Regions from separate parts of the Oryctolagus cuniculus genome. Here region 2 is linked to region 1. A link is a contact called in public Hi-C data. All regions are on one chromosome and are shown on one strand. The core of a region is the stretch at or near the end of the contact, and the rest is flanking DNA. Distances in the headings are between cores, read along the strand shown.

The links. Hi-C and Micro-C count contacts between places; a contact is called where the count stands out from the background.
Region 2: a Hi-C map of an unstated tissue shows a contact between it and region 1, with 2.2 times the contacts expected there. The contact joins the promoter of WNT11 here to the enhancer-like site in region 1. A contact is called at or near these places in 3 of 6 Hi-C or Micro-C datasets (ear pinna, embryonic fibroblasts and an unstated tissue).

Annotation. Positions count from the first base shown.
Region 1 is chr1:66,932,335-66,938,793 of mOryCun1.1, reverse strand. All of the region lies in intron 5 of UVRAG (UV radiation resistance associated), which reads right to left. Among named protein-coding and RNA genes, the nearest start is that of UVRAG, 84 kb to the right of the region's middle. Within about 2 kb of position 2,178, at least 2 of the 8 cell types and tissues checked have an H3K27ac peak or open chromatin away from gene starts, as enhancers often do.
Region 2 is chr1:67,216,176-67,223,328 of mOryCun1.1, reverse strand. It overlaps WNT11 (Wnt family member 11), which reads left to right and starts at 2,868. Exons shown (of 5, transcript NM_001082224.1): 1 at 2,868-2,950. The coding sequence starts at 2,868.

The DNA.
Region 1 (6,459 bases), core at 929-3,428:
TTAGTCATGGCTGCCTCCTCTGGCAAGGGAGTCCAAAAGGCCCACAGCTGCTGCTTTTGCCCACTTCTTTGCACTTCTATTCCATTTCAGTTCCAGAGACATTTATTATCTTGTTTTTTGTTGTTGTTGTTGCTATTGTTGTTTTAGCAAGACATGCCTCATTAAATTTCTCAAATTTCATCATCACTTGTTAGGTGCAGAATGGAATCTCGAAGTATGCCCTTACATTGCCATACCCACTGAAAACCCTGTTTGTAGCCTTCTTAAAAATGGCACTTTTTCAAGGTTCAGCCTGTATGTCAGGTGTTCATTTGAATGCTGGTAAAGGAGCAAGATAAGCTACATTTATTAATTAATATAACTCATTCACTAAAGCATTAAAGAATAAAATGTACCACTTATTACAATCATGCATTAACTATCTGGTTTTGTGTCATAGCTCTGCCGCTGAGTAGCTGTGTAATCTTGGGAAAATCACTTAATTTCTCTGTGGCAGTTTCTTCTTCTATTAAGGGACAATTGTGAGGTTTAAATTAAGTAAAATATGTAAAAGAGGGTTGTTGTGGGGCAGTGGGTTAAGCTTCCACTTGGAAATGCTGGGTTTTTTTGGGAGAATTTTGTTAGAAAATCAAAATTTTTAAGAATTGCATTTTGAAAAGATTTACAGTCAGGGCCAGCATTGTGGTGCACTCTGGCCTGAGACACCGGCATCCCATACGGTTGCCGGTTCTAGTTCCGGCTGTTCCTCTTCCGATCTAGCTCTCTGCTGTGGCCTGGGAAAGCAGTGGAGGATGGTACAAGTCCTTGGGCCCCTGCACCCACGTGGGAGACCCGGAAAAGGCTCCAGGCTCCTGGCTCCTGGTTTCGGATCGGCGCAGCTCTGGCTGTTGCGGCCATCTGAGGAGTGAACCAGCAGATAGAAGACCTCTCTTTTTGTCTCTACCTCTCTCTATAACTGTCTTTCAAATAAATTTAAAAAAAAAATCTTAAAAAAAAAAGATTTACACAGATTCAACAGAGATGAAAGACGCAGAGTTTTTAAAAAAACATAAATTATCTTCAATAGGATTGTATAAACAAAATGTTGTTCATGGCTGCTTTGCTTATCACCAATTTAGGCAGAGTAAAACTTAAACCTCAAAGTGCAGTGTTAAATATTCTTAGCTTTATTTGCAAATCAGCATTCCCATGGGTCCAGTTTTGAGATGTCGAAATTCCAAGCATTAAGGAATGAATTCTAATTTTAGAATAGTAAGCTTAGTAGTGGCAACTTTATTTTCCTTAACAGTAGAAAATCTTGACAAACCAGTCTATCTTGGACATAAAGAAGACTATAAATTAGGCTATTTTTTAATACCTTCTTCTAGTGAAAATCAATCACTTAAGAAAAGAAAAGAAGGGGAAAAAAAGCTTTTCATGTTGTCAGATACTCCATGCCTGCTTCAAGTCTCAGCTACTCTGTGCTCTCCAGCTACTCTATGCTATACAGCTTCCTGCTAATGTGTCTGGGAGGTAAATGATGTTGGCCCTGATACCTGGGTTCCTGCCACCCACATGGGAGACCTAGATGGAGTTCTTGCCTCCTGGTTAGCCCTGGCTGTTGAGTGTATCTGCAGAATGACCCAGTGGATGGGAGATCTCTCTGTCACACTGCCCTTCAAATAAATAGATAAATTTTAAAAAATAAAAATGTAAAGAATTGAGGGCCAGGATTGTGGCATAGTGGATAAAGCCACTGCCTAAAACGCTGACATCCCATATGGGCACCAGTTCAAGTCCCAGCTGCTCCACTTCCAATCCAGCTCCCCACTAATGGCCTGGGAAAAGCAGAGGAAGATGGCCCAAGTATTTGGGCCCCTGCCACTCATATGGGAGACTTGGATGAAAATCCTGGCTCCTGGCTTCAGCCTAGGATAGCCCTGGCCATCGCAGCCATCTAGGGAGTGACTCAGCAGATGGAAAATTTGTCTCTCCTTCTCTTTCTGAAACTCTGACTTTAAAAATAAATAAATAAATCTTTAAAAAAAAAAAAAGTAAAGGATTTAGAACAGTGCTCAGCACAAAAGTGCTCAATAAATATTAGATATTCTTGTTAGAGGAAACACTTCAGTGTGCATTCCTACGTTTTCACATGGGAGAAAAACTTTCCACTACACTGCCAGGACACAAGGTCATGCAAGGAACATTTCCAGTTGCTCTGAGTCCTCCACTCCTCCCCAGCAACAGCAGCTGACTGCTCTGAGGACTGAGCTTAGCAGACGGATCGGAACGTGACTGGCTTAGCTCCTTCTCTGTTCCCTCCCACCAGGAGAAGCCCATCTAAAGCACACGGACAACCTCTGCTGTTGGCTTGGAGGATCAGACTTTGTTTCTACAAGAGGAAACCCTCAGTGTCACTTGCTTTGTTATTTTTAGGGGGAGATTCAACTCAGGAAAAACAACACAAAAGTCCTGTTGGTCATGGTCCAGCTGCTTAATTCACAGAGCATCAGCCACATTAACCACTTCTATCAGTAATAAAGCCAACATTGTGATCTCCATTTATTTAGCACTCTGAACTTATTCCAAACTCAAGAGAAGACAGGAATACTACTTACTGGCCTACTCAAAATCTCAACAACTATTAGTATTCAGCTACCGGTTTCTTGGGGGATTAAATACAATACCAGGGGCCGGTGCTGTGCCATAGTGGGTAAAGCTGTCACCTGCAGTGTCAGCATCCCATATGGGTGCCAGTTCCAGTACCAGCTGCTCCACTTATGATCCAGCTCTCTGCTATAGCCATAGGAAAGTAGTAGAAGATGGCCCAAGTCTTTGAGTCCGTGCACCCATGTAGGAGACCCAGAAGAAGCTCCTGGCTCCCAGCTTCAGACTGGCCCAGTTCCAGCCGTTGCAGCCATTTGGGGAGTGAACCAAGGATGGAAGACCACTCTCTCTCACTTGCTCTGCCTCTCCTTCTCTCTCTGTGTAACTGTGACTTTCAAATAAATAAATAAATCTTCAAAAATAAATAAATACAATACAATACCAGAGGTAAACTTCTTAAAATAATGTTTGATGTGCAGTAATAGATACTGGTTATCAGTATTGCTATTACTACATGCCAAAGTGAGTTACCAGTTACAGAAAGAACTTAATGCCTGCACAGTGTCCAGACAGCTAACCATGTAAATGGGACACTAAAAACAGCACCAGTAGCAGTCCCACTATTGTTTCATTAATCACAAACATACATTCATTCATTCATTCACTTATTTTTTAAAAGATTTATTTATTTGAAAGTCCGAGTTATAAAGAGAAGGAGAGGCAGAGAGAGAGGTCTTCCAACTGCTGGTTCAGTCCTCAAATGTCTGCAACAGCCAGGGCTGGGCCAAGCAAAATCTGAGTGCCTGGAACTCCATCTGGGTCACCCACAAGAATGGCAGAGAACCAATTATTTAGTTCATCACCTGCTGCTTCCTAAGTCGCCGATAGCAGGAAGCGGGAATCAAGAGCCAGAAATGGGACTCAACTTGGGCACTTCAATATGGGATCTGAGCATCCCGAATGGCATCCTAACCACTACACTGAAAAACCCTTTTAATAAGCAAATACCATATCCCAACAACTATGGTAGATATACCAGAATTCAATATTACAAGTGGAAATCTGTCAAAAAGCTTACAGATTTGAAAGGAAGAAAAACAAACCTAGATACAAATTGGCATATCTTATGTTAAAGCTATGCATTAGGATACTGATATATTTTAAAAACTCAGAAAATGAATTTTAAAATTAAAGGGTGCCAGCATGTGGTACAATGGGTTAAGCCACCACCTGTGACATCAGCATCCCTTATGGGAGCGGTTTGGGTCCCAGCTGCTCTACTTCTGATCCAGCTTCCTGCTAATGCACCTGGGAAAGCAGCAGGTGATGGCTCATGTACTTGAGGCTCTGCCACCCGCGTGGGAAACCCAGATGGAATATGAGGCTCTTGGTTTCAGCCTGGCCCAGCCCTCGCATTACAGCCATTTAGGGAATGAATCAGCAGATGGAAGATATCTCTCTTGCTATTTCTTTCCCTCTCTCTCTAACTCTGCCTTTCAAATAAATAAATAAATCATTTAAAAACAAATTAAATTAAAAATAATTTTAAGACTGTCAGAATTTGACCTGAGTTTTGAAGAAATCACCTAGAAAAATCTCTATTTTAGTAAATCCAAAGGGCAATTTTCAGTTCTAATCATATTTGACCACTCCCTCCCCTTAAAAAACAAACAAGACAAACAAAAACAAATCTTAAAAAACAAAACAACCCTCTTTTCTTTGGCCTCAGAGTCTGTAAGAAACCTCAGTCTTTTTTCCCTTTTCCTCTGACCACTCCTTCCCAGGCACCTTTCCAGTGCCTCCTTCTCTATCTGGCCTTTAAGAGTGGGAGGTGCTCAAGGCTTGCTTACTTGGCCCCTTTTTCCTCACTGCCTGCTTCTCATCTCTTATCTACACTCAGGATTTCCAGGGCTATCTGCCAATGGCCCCATATTTGCATCTCTGTGAACTCCAGGCTCTTAACATGCACACATGGATGTCTGAAAGGCAGGCATCTCCAACTCAGAGTGACACACTCTCAACTTACATGTGCCTCCACCAACTGCTCTCTCTCCCGTGTCCTGTGGCCTCCTTGGTGTCTGTTACCTTTACGCATCCAATTACTTCATCTGAGCCAGAAACCCGAAAGCCATCCTTGACATTTCTTTTTTTCTTATACCTTAAATTCAAACATCACCAAATCCTAATGATTTTATCTCCTAAAAGCTTATTCATCTAGCTTTTCTTGACTCTATCATAATGCTGTTTCACAGTATCAACATGTGCTACCTACTACAGTGCAGACCCTCCCAACTGTCTCCCCACACCTTTTCCGCCTCGTCTATACCCAGGCCTTACTTCGGCCAGAGTGGAATTACTAAAACACAACTCTGGTTAGAACACTGTGTGCTAAAGGTCGTGCAGTGCAGCCTCCTGTGCTTAGCGTCACATCCTTTTCCATGTGATACAGTCCCTGCCTACTTCTCCAGCTTCTCCTGGTGTCCTCTTCTCCCCCATCACTCTGACCCCCTTTAGTCCCTAAAACTCTCCATGTCCCCATCCGCCTCAGCCTTCCAACTTGTTACTCTCCTCTGCCTGGAAGCCCCATCCAGTCCTCACCCCTTCACACAGCTCACTTCTCTTCAGCATCTAAAAGCTAGGTCTGAGCTCAGGACCTTTCTTGAGCCCCTAGAACAGATGGGATCCTCACTACACGCTTCCGTAGCACCCACACACACACCATTTGTGTTTATGCATATATCTGCTGGACTACTTGATCAGCGTTCAGCCCTTCCATGCGCTCCATGACAGCAGGGGTATCTTCACTCGCTCACCACTGCATCCCCAGCACCTGCAGTCCAGGGGCGGACACACTGCAGCTATACTCAATAAAATGCTGTTGAATGAACAGGCAACTCCAGGCAACTGCATCTCAGATAACCAAGAATTACAACACAACATGATTACAAAGTGCAAATAATGCGTAGCTTTAGAAATTTTTAGGTAAAGTGTCTTAACAGAGTAGAAAGAACATAGACTTTAGAGGTAGGCGAACTGAAAACTCAGCTCAGCTACTCTCTAGATCCTATATGCTCATCCTTCACAGCCTGTTTCCTTCTATAAAATAGACACACTGGCTAGCATATCATGTAAGAAAGTACATGAATCACCTGGCATAGCACCACAGACAGCAGCAAATAGAGATTCCCAGCCCTCTCCTTTCTCTGGTCATCTTTACACAGACTATAAAGTAACTTGATTCATAGTTTTTTAAAATTTACTGAAAGGGGGCCAGCGCTGTGGCAGAACAGATAAAGCCACTGCCTGTAGTGCTGGCATCCCATATGGGCACTGGTTCGAGTCCCAGCTGCTCCACTTCTGATCCAGCTCTCAGATATGGCCTGGGAAAGCAGTAGAAGATGGCTCAAGTCCTCGGGCCCCTGCACCTGTATGGGAGAACCAGAAGAAGCTCGTGGCTCCTGGCTTCAGATTGGCGCAGTTCCAGCCATTGCAGCCAACTGGAGAGTGAACCAGCGGATGGAAGACCCCTTTCTCTCTGCCCCTCTTCTCTCTCTGTGTAACTCTTTCAGATAAATAAATAAATCTTTAAAAAAAAGTTACTGGAAGGTGTACAAGGCATCTGAAGTATTAAATAAAACTACATTGTATTTCATCAAAATTCACTATTCTTTCTTAACCCCAAAGAATTATGTCAAATAGAAACAGCTAGCTCAGGTTTTCCTTTAAGAAAATCAATATAATAGGATTTGGAAAAGATGAATCAGGGTGGTTCTGATGTCTTACAAAATACAAGCCACACAAAACAACATATTATAAATGATGCTTAAAACACGACTCTATTTACACAGAGCTTCTCAGGATTATATCTACTCT
Region 2 (7,153 bases), core at 1,619-4,118, 280 kb before region 1:
TTTATTTACAGACCTGAGCTTCAGGCTGGGGGTGGGGAGGAGGGAAGCCCCGGCCCAGGCCCCGCCGCAAGTCTGGAGCCGCCGAACATCTGGCTAAGCTCGCGCGCGAGCCCCACAACACCGTGCCCCCCCAATCCCGGCGCTGGGGTGACCCCGTGTCCCTGGCGGGCCCGGGGTAGCGCGGGAGAGCTCCCGCGTGTGCCCGGCTCACCGTTCCCAGTTCCAAACAACCCGTGTCCCGGGTGACCCGCGCCGCGGCGGAGCAGCCGCATCCTCGGAGACCTGGGACGAGTGTCCGAGCCGGCCTCGCAGGTAACCCTAGCGCAGTTGCTTGTATCGCGAGGGTCGCTACGCGGGCCGGGCCGACGGTGGCCTCCCGTACCGTGTGTATGCTGCCCCGGTGCGCGCTGCGGCTCTCAGACCAGCACCCCGCGCGCCGGGGGTAGGAGAGGCTCTACGAAGTCCCCGCCAGTGCGGCTCGGAGGGGAGGCCGCGCCGTCGGCGACGTTTCCGGAGACCGCGGCTCAAGCCTGTGGCCACCTGCCCGCGATGTGGGGCCAGGCGCGTGTCCCTCCCCGCCCGCGGCTTCAGGGGGCGCCTTGGACCTGCCCCGAGGCGCGGCGGGAGGGGCAGCTGGCTCACCCAAGACCCCATGCTGTGACGCTGGCCCACTGCGCGCCGGGCCAGAAGTCAGAGGTCGGGCGGCCCCGGGCTGAGCTCAGCGAGGCCAGGACCCAGAGGGCACTCAAGCTGCACCAGCCCGGCACGCGGATACAGAGACCCAGTTAGCGGAGGGGACTTGCCCCCAACTGCCACCGGTGGGAGGCAGCAGCCCCTCCCGCCGCAAATCCCCGCCTGGCGCCCCCTGGCGGGCCGGGGGCTCCGCGCCGCGAGTGCGTCCCGATCCGCAGACGCACGCAGGCTGAGGGTGACCCGCGGCGCTCGGCAGTCCAGGACGCTAGCGCACCGGCCAGGAATAGTCCGTCCGGAGTCACAGGCCCAGGTCAGGCGCCGCCTCCCACGGCGACGAGCTGGGTCGGCGGAGGGAGAAGCCTGGCATTGCGGGGGCCGCTCGGCAAGCTTCAGGCATAGCTGGAGGCCCCCGGTCTCTGTCCGCTGTGTGATCCTAGGGGCCGGACGCGGGTCGCCCGCTGGGGGTCTTCTTCTTCCCACCCCGGAATGCTGGGCGCTTGGAAGAGCCACCTTGGAGAGGTGGGAGCTGCGGAGAGAGACTGGCCCGAGTCTGGACAACTCGCCCCACGCCCCGCTGGGCTGGCCTTTTTCTGAGAAGTGCGGGGTGCGCCCAGGACTAGCCAAACAAAGGGCCTGGGTCCGGGCTGCGTGGAGTTGGGGGCCCAGTCCCACCAAGAGCCCCGCCCAGATCCCCAGCCTTGGGTCGGTGAGTTAGCAGCGAGCGCTTTCTGGGTGCCTGGCTGGGGACCCTCTGGAGCGGCGAGCGCGGGGGCTTCTCCTGGCTCTCCTGGCCGTGCACAAGAACGCCAGGAGGCAGTGGGATGCGGGATGCTCGCGGTGCTCGGGACGTGCCCGCACAAGCGCAAACCCGGGTGCCCGTGATCGTGGAAGCCCACGGGCGGGGGCGCAGAGTCGCAGAGCCCCGAAAGGCCGGGAGGACTCGGGAGATGTGCGCTGACGCCCACTCCGGTTTTGTGGAAGGGGAGACTGAGGCCGAGGCGGGGAGGGGACGGGAGGCGGGGTTGAAGAGTTGCGCTCGGCCGCAGAGCCCCCTGGCGCTCCAGTGCCCCAAACCCCGCGGAAAGGAATCCCTTTGTCTCTGCCCCTCCCGGAGGGAGAAGGGCTGGGGCCGTGTGCAACTCCAGGCGAACGCCAGGTGGTGGTAAATTTGGAAGAAGTTGGGAAGGGAGTTAATGAGGTGAGAATGAGGAGCAGCAAAAAAAAAAAAAAAAAAGCAGCAGCAGAGCGCAGCTCCTCGGGCCGCCGGCGGGTGGGCGGGCGGGGGAGCGGCTCCTGCGTGGCCAGGGGCGCCGCCTGGCGGTTGGCGCGGGCACCGGGCGAGCTGCCGCGCGCGGCCGCGTTCCGCAGCCCTGCCCCGCCTGCGGCCGCGCCCCCCCGACCCCCCGGAGTCTTGTAGCTAAGGGGGACCTCAGAGACCCGGAACTCTGAACTGCACAGAGCGCCTCGCCACGCCCGCTCTCATCCTCCCCTGCCCAGGCCACGAAATCCGTGCAGGGGCGAGCCCCCTCTTCTCACCGGACCCCGCGCAGGGACCCGCCGCTCACTGGCCAGCTGGACTGGCGCACCGCACGGCTCTGGGCCTCAGTGTTCTCCTTTGTGGGATGGCGCAGTGAGCGTGCCTAGTTCACGGAGCTGCTGGGAAAAGCAGCTGTTAAGGCGAAGGTTCTTTCTAAAGAGGCCGAATCACCCCGGTTTACAGAGCGGGTAGACTGAGGCCCCATAGGGACGGACAGATGCCAAGGCCACGATGACCGAGAGCAAGGGTCCATTCCTGTCCGCCTTCGGTCAGGGTGTGCGTCCCGGGAACCCCCTCCGCCGCCGTGGCTCCCAGCCGCCTGCTCGGAGCGCCTCTCCCGAAGTTCTGGCTTCTGCCTCCCAGGCCCTTCGTGCCGGCCGCCTGGGCCCCCGCAGAGCCGCGCTGGACGGACACGCCCTCGGCCGGCCGCTCTTCTTGGAGCCCCGGGGCCGTGCGGGGCGGGAGGGACGCGCGGCCTCCCCGGGCCGACCCCTCCTTTGTAATTTGAATAAACGCCTCCCCGCCCCGCGCGCCGCCTTAACCCGCCACCCCCGCTCTCCCCACTGCAGGCGGCGTGCGCGGGACGGACTCCGGCGCGGCGGCTGCAGGGTGCGAGCGCGGCGCCCGGCGTGCAACCATGAGGGCGCGGCCGCAGGTCTGCGAGGCTCTGCTCTTCGCCCTGGCGCTACACACCGGCGTGTGCTATGGCATCAAGTGGCTGTAAGTGGGGACCCCGCGGCGGCCGGGAGCGGGAGGGCCCCTGGGGGTGGCGGTGGGGTTCGTGGGCAAGCCACTCTCTAGTCTCGGCGTCCTGCTCCTCTGTCCCGGGCTGCGGAGAGGGAGCAGGCGGTGGAGGTGCCCGCGCCGCCGCAGGGGCGCCCTCGCGAGGCGCGGCTGCCTGGGCTCCCGCGTGTTTCCTTGTCAGTCGCTTCACCCTGGGGGGCGTCCTGCCGCGTGACCTTGGGCAAGTGCCACTCCACGTCTCGGAGCCCCAGTGTCCCCCTGGGGCAAAGTCAGGCAGGAATCCCCGGGCTGCCCCTGCGCACCGTCAGACGCTGGGCACACGTGCAGACAGGTCCACCCTGGGCTCTGCGCTGCTGACGGCGGGGCCCGCGGGAGAGAAGCTGCCTTCCGCGGGGCTGTGGGCCGGGAGAGAGAAACCCAGCCCCTTCCCAGAGGAGCTGCCCTCTGGGCCGGGAGAGATAAGCCCAGGCCGTAAATAACTCCACAGTGTCCTGTGTCCTAGGGGACTCCGGTGTGGGGAGGTGTTGGGGGGGCAGAGGCAGGGCGACCCTCGGGACCCGGCACCGCAAAGATTTTCCATGGGCTGGTACCCCGGGGCCTTGGAAAGGCTCCTGGGTTTGGTAGGAGAGGCCGTGGGGAGGAGGGGGCTCCCGGAACAGAGGGCCAGGGGTAGGAGACCTGGTTCTGGACTTGGGGTGGGGGGCGGGGAGCTGAGCAGATAAAACTGCAGGGGACAGACTAGGGGCGTTGCAGAGGAGCCCGCGTGGAGGGTCTGTGGATTAGTTGGAAGACAAGGAGATAGTGGCCGGCTGCCAGCAAACAGTGTGGAGGTCACCGGCCCGTCCCTCCGGGGTTGGGTTATCGATTAATTGGTGACTCGAAAGAGGAGCCCCATCTTGCTTGGCTCTGGTAGGGCCTGGGCCTCCTCCCCGGGGCAGCCGCTTCTCCCAGACGGTCACCTGCTGCTCTTGGGTGCTCTGGCCGCTGGCAGAGTCCTGGCCGCCCCCTCTCCAGTCGACCAGCTGAGGAAACTGGGGTCCAGAGAAGGGAAGGGCACACGAGTGGGCGAGTGGGACCCCCTCTGCTGCTGCCCAGAGCATTGTGGGGGCCCCCAGTGGGCAGGCTGTGTGGTGGGCCTGGACCCCGCCCCTCTGGGTAGAAGCCCCCAGCCCTGTGGGGGAGACAGCCGCACAGAAAATCCCGAGCCCAGTAGAGGAGTGCCTGGTCCCTTGGAAGGCAGGTGGCTGGGCTGGGCTTGGCAGGACAGGGGGATCTTTAGCTGCAAGGAGAGCCAGCATCCTAAGTGGGATAGGCAGCAGTAGCCGTGAGGCCTGGCGGGCTCGGGGTGGGCGTGCGGGGGATTTGGAGACATCCGGACTGCTGCCGTAGCCCCCGTCCTCATGGAGGTGACAGCCCAGGCTCTGCCTTTTGCCAAGAGAGGCGAGTCAGGCACAGAGAGGTGGAGGAACGCCCAGGGCCACGCAGCTGGCGGCTGGCGGCTATGGGACGAGCATCCGGGGCAGCCGGGCTCCAGGAGGCTAAACCTCATGGTAATGGTTAAGCTCTCACCGGAGGCGGGACGGAGGGGGTCGGGGAAGAGGTGGTGTTTAAGAACAGCGATTATATTCTGCTGTGCGCTGAATGTCTCCACCCACACAGGGCGCTCAGCCCGCGCGACATGGCGGGCACTGCTCTGAGCGCCGTCCGTGTATGGTTTCGCTCTGCCATTACCCCCATTTCACAGAAGAGAAAGGGAAGGCATGGGGCCTGTGGGTGGCAGGAGGCGGCCAGCAGTGGGGGACAGGGAAGTGCATGGTTGGGGCGGGAGGCTGGGGACTCTTCCCATCCCGGAGGCACAGCTGTCTCGGGCTTAGGAAAGGGAGCAGGAGATGAAAGGGCACCTGACCAGATGTGGCCTGGAATGCCCACCTGGTGGGTGCCCTGGGGCCTGAGCAGGTGGGAGGAGGCGGGGGGGGGGGAGGGGTTGGAGCGGAGCACGGCTGCCAGTGGTAGGTGGTATAACCCAGGGAGCCTTCCCCTATCTTAGCCCAGCCAGGGGGGCTCTGCCTCTCTTAACTGCAGCCCACCAGGCCCCGAGATGCTCCCAGCAGATGTTAGGGGGAAACCCAGTCTGGCGGTCCAGCCCCTTTACCGCTGCCCCGGGAGGAGAGGCTGAGGGCAGTCCCAGGCTGGCCAGGAAGGCCCCCAAACCCTCCCTCTCCTGCCTGCAGGCTGAGGGCCGGGAGCAGGGCTGGGGCCTGAGGCCCAGCCTCCGCACTGGCAGCGCCCCTGCTGGGAGCCGGGCCCCAGGCCCATCATCACCTCAGCCCCTCTCAGCCTGTTTGCTCAGCTCCAGAGGAGCTGGCGGGTCCCTCGACCTGGGACAGGCTTCTCGGAGGTGACAGGAGGAGTTGGCCAGTGCAGGAGGGGCCGCTCTGGGGCGCTCTGGCTCCTACACTTGGTCCCAAACACAGGAATCGTGACTTGGCGAGGAGGGAGCGGCTCCCCGAGGCCACCCTGGGGTAGATGGAAGCACAGGAGAAGCTGGGCTTGCCTGGGTGGCCTGAAGCCTGGATCCCGCCCTGCCGGCCAGGCCACGTGGGCACCAGGATGACGCGTGGAACGTGGCAGGGGCAGGCAGAGGCCTGGCGTGGGGACCAGGGTCTCCTTGGCTTCCACTGCTCTTCTACCAAGGGCCAGCAGGGCCCAGGGGTAGAACCCCAGGCTGCCCAGCCTGGTGCAGGCGCCTTCTCTCCCTGGCACTGAAGTTAATACCTGCCCCTCCTCCCCACCCATGGCTGACCTCAGCCGTCTCCCCAGGGGGGCGGCGCCGGCAGGCGGACTGCCTACCTCTGGGTGATCCTGGCGGTGCCTGAGCCCCGCCCTGCTGAACGGTGGCGCCAGCGCTGTGGCTCTGTCATGTGTGAGTTACAGAGGGAGACCAGGGCCCAGGTCTCTTACAGGAGCCCACTGGCGGCTGCCCGAGCCGTGGCCTAGGAAGGGATGCTGACCGGGGCAGGTGCCGGCAGGGTCTGATTTTGGAAGGGGCCTCACCTGGGCTGTGGACCTCGCAGCTGCCCGTAGAACCAGGAAAGCAAGTCAGTGGTAGGCTGGGAGAGCGTGGAGGAGCCAGCGGGAGGTGACATGGCCCTGCGCGGAGGACCACCCAGGCCGGGGGTGTGTTGGTCATGCACTGAACACTGTGGAGGGGGAAACAGGCTGATAAGAGGCAGCGACTTGCCCAAGGTCATGTGGTGCATGAGTGGCCGAGCCACAGCCTGTCCCAGGAGAGCCTGGACACCCTGAATGAGAGGCACCGTGGGCCACCACGGCAGAACCGCGGGATGGCCTGGCCGTGAACTCTCTGTCCCCTCCTGTCCTTTCTTCCACCCTCTCCCCCAGGCTCTCCCCCCACTCCAACAAAGCAAAATGTTTCCAATTAGGGGGTCTGCAGAGGGAGGCAGCCAGAGAGAAGTCCACGCAGGCAACTCCCCCGCGCCCGCCCTAATCCCTGATTACCTCCCCAAGGGGGATTTAGTTCCAAGCGGTCATTACCGCTAATTACCAGACGAGTGCCTGGCCCTCCCCTGGAGTGGAGTCGGCTGCCTCCACCTGCCTGCTCCTGTGGACGCTGCTGGCACTCCCGCCCCAGCCAGCGGCTCCCTTGGCCCTTAGGGTGGGACCCTGGACCTCTGCACTGCCCTGTGTCCTCCAGGCACCTGCAAAACAGCTGCCGGGGGCGGGGGGAGTCCAGGCCCTGACCTGGGGGTGCACTCAGAGCACCTCCTCTCCCTGCCGCTGGGACCCAGCTGCAGGCTCCAGGGGCACAGACAGCACCCCTGCCCCAGAGCCACAGCAGCCAGCAAAAGGGATGAGAACTGAGAGAGTGGTTCAGAGGCCAGCGAAGAAAGCCCAGCCAAGGTGAAGGGCAGAGCAGGCCCGGGACAGGCTGTGGGCGCCCGGCCCCATGCAGGGCACAGGCGCTCTGGGAATGAAAGGCCATGTCCCTTGGGAGGGACCGACCCCTTGCTGCAGAGGGGTGCTGTGACTGGCTGGAGGATGCTGGGCCCAGCCTCAATGCCCTCATTTGTGCGAAGAGGGGGTAGTCTGGTCCAGCCCCCCACCCCCACCCCCACCCCGAGGTGTGCAGTGAGAGGCTCTGGGAGCTGAGAAGTGCCC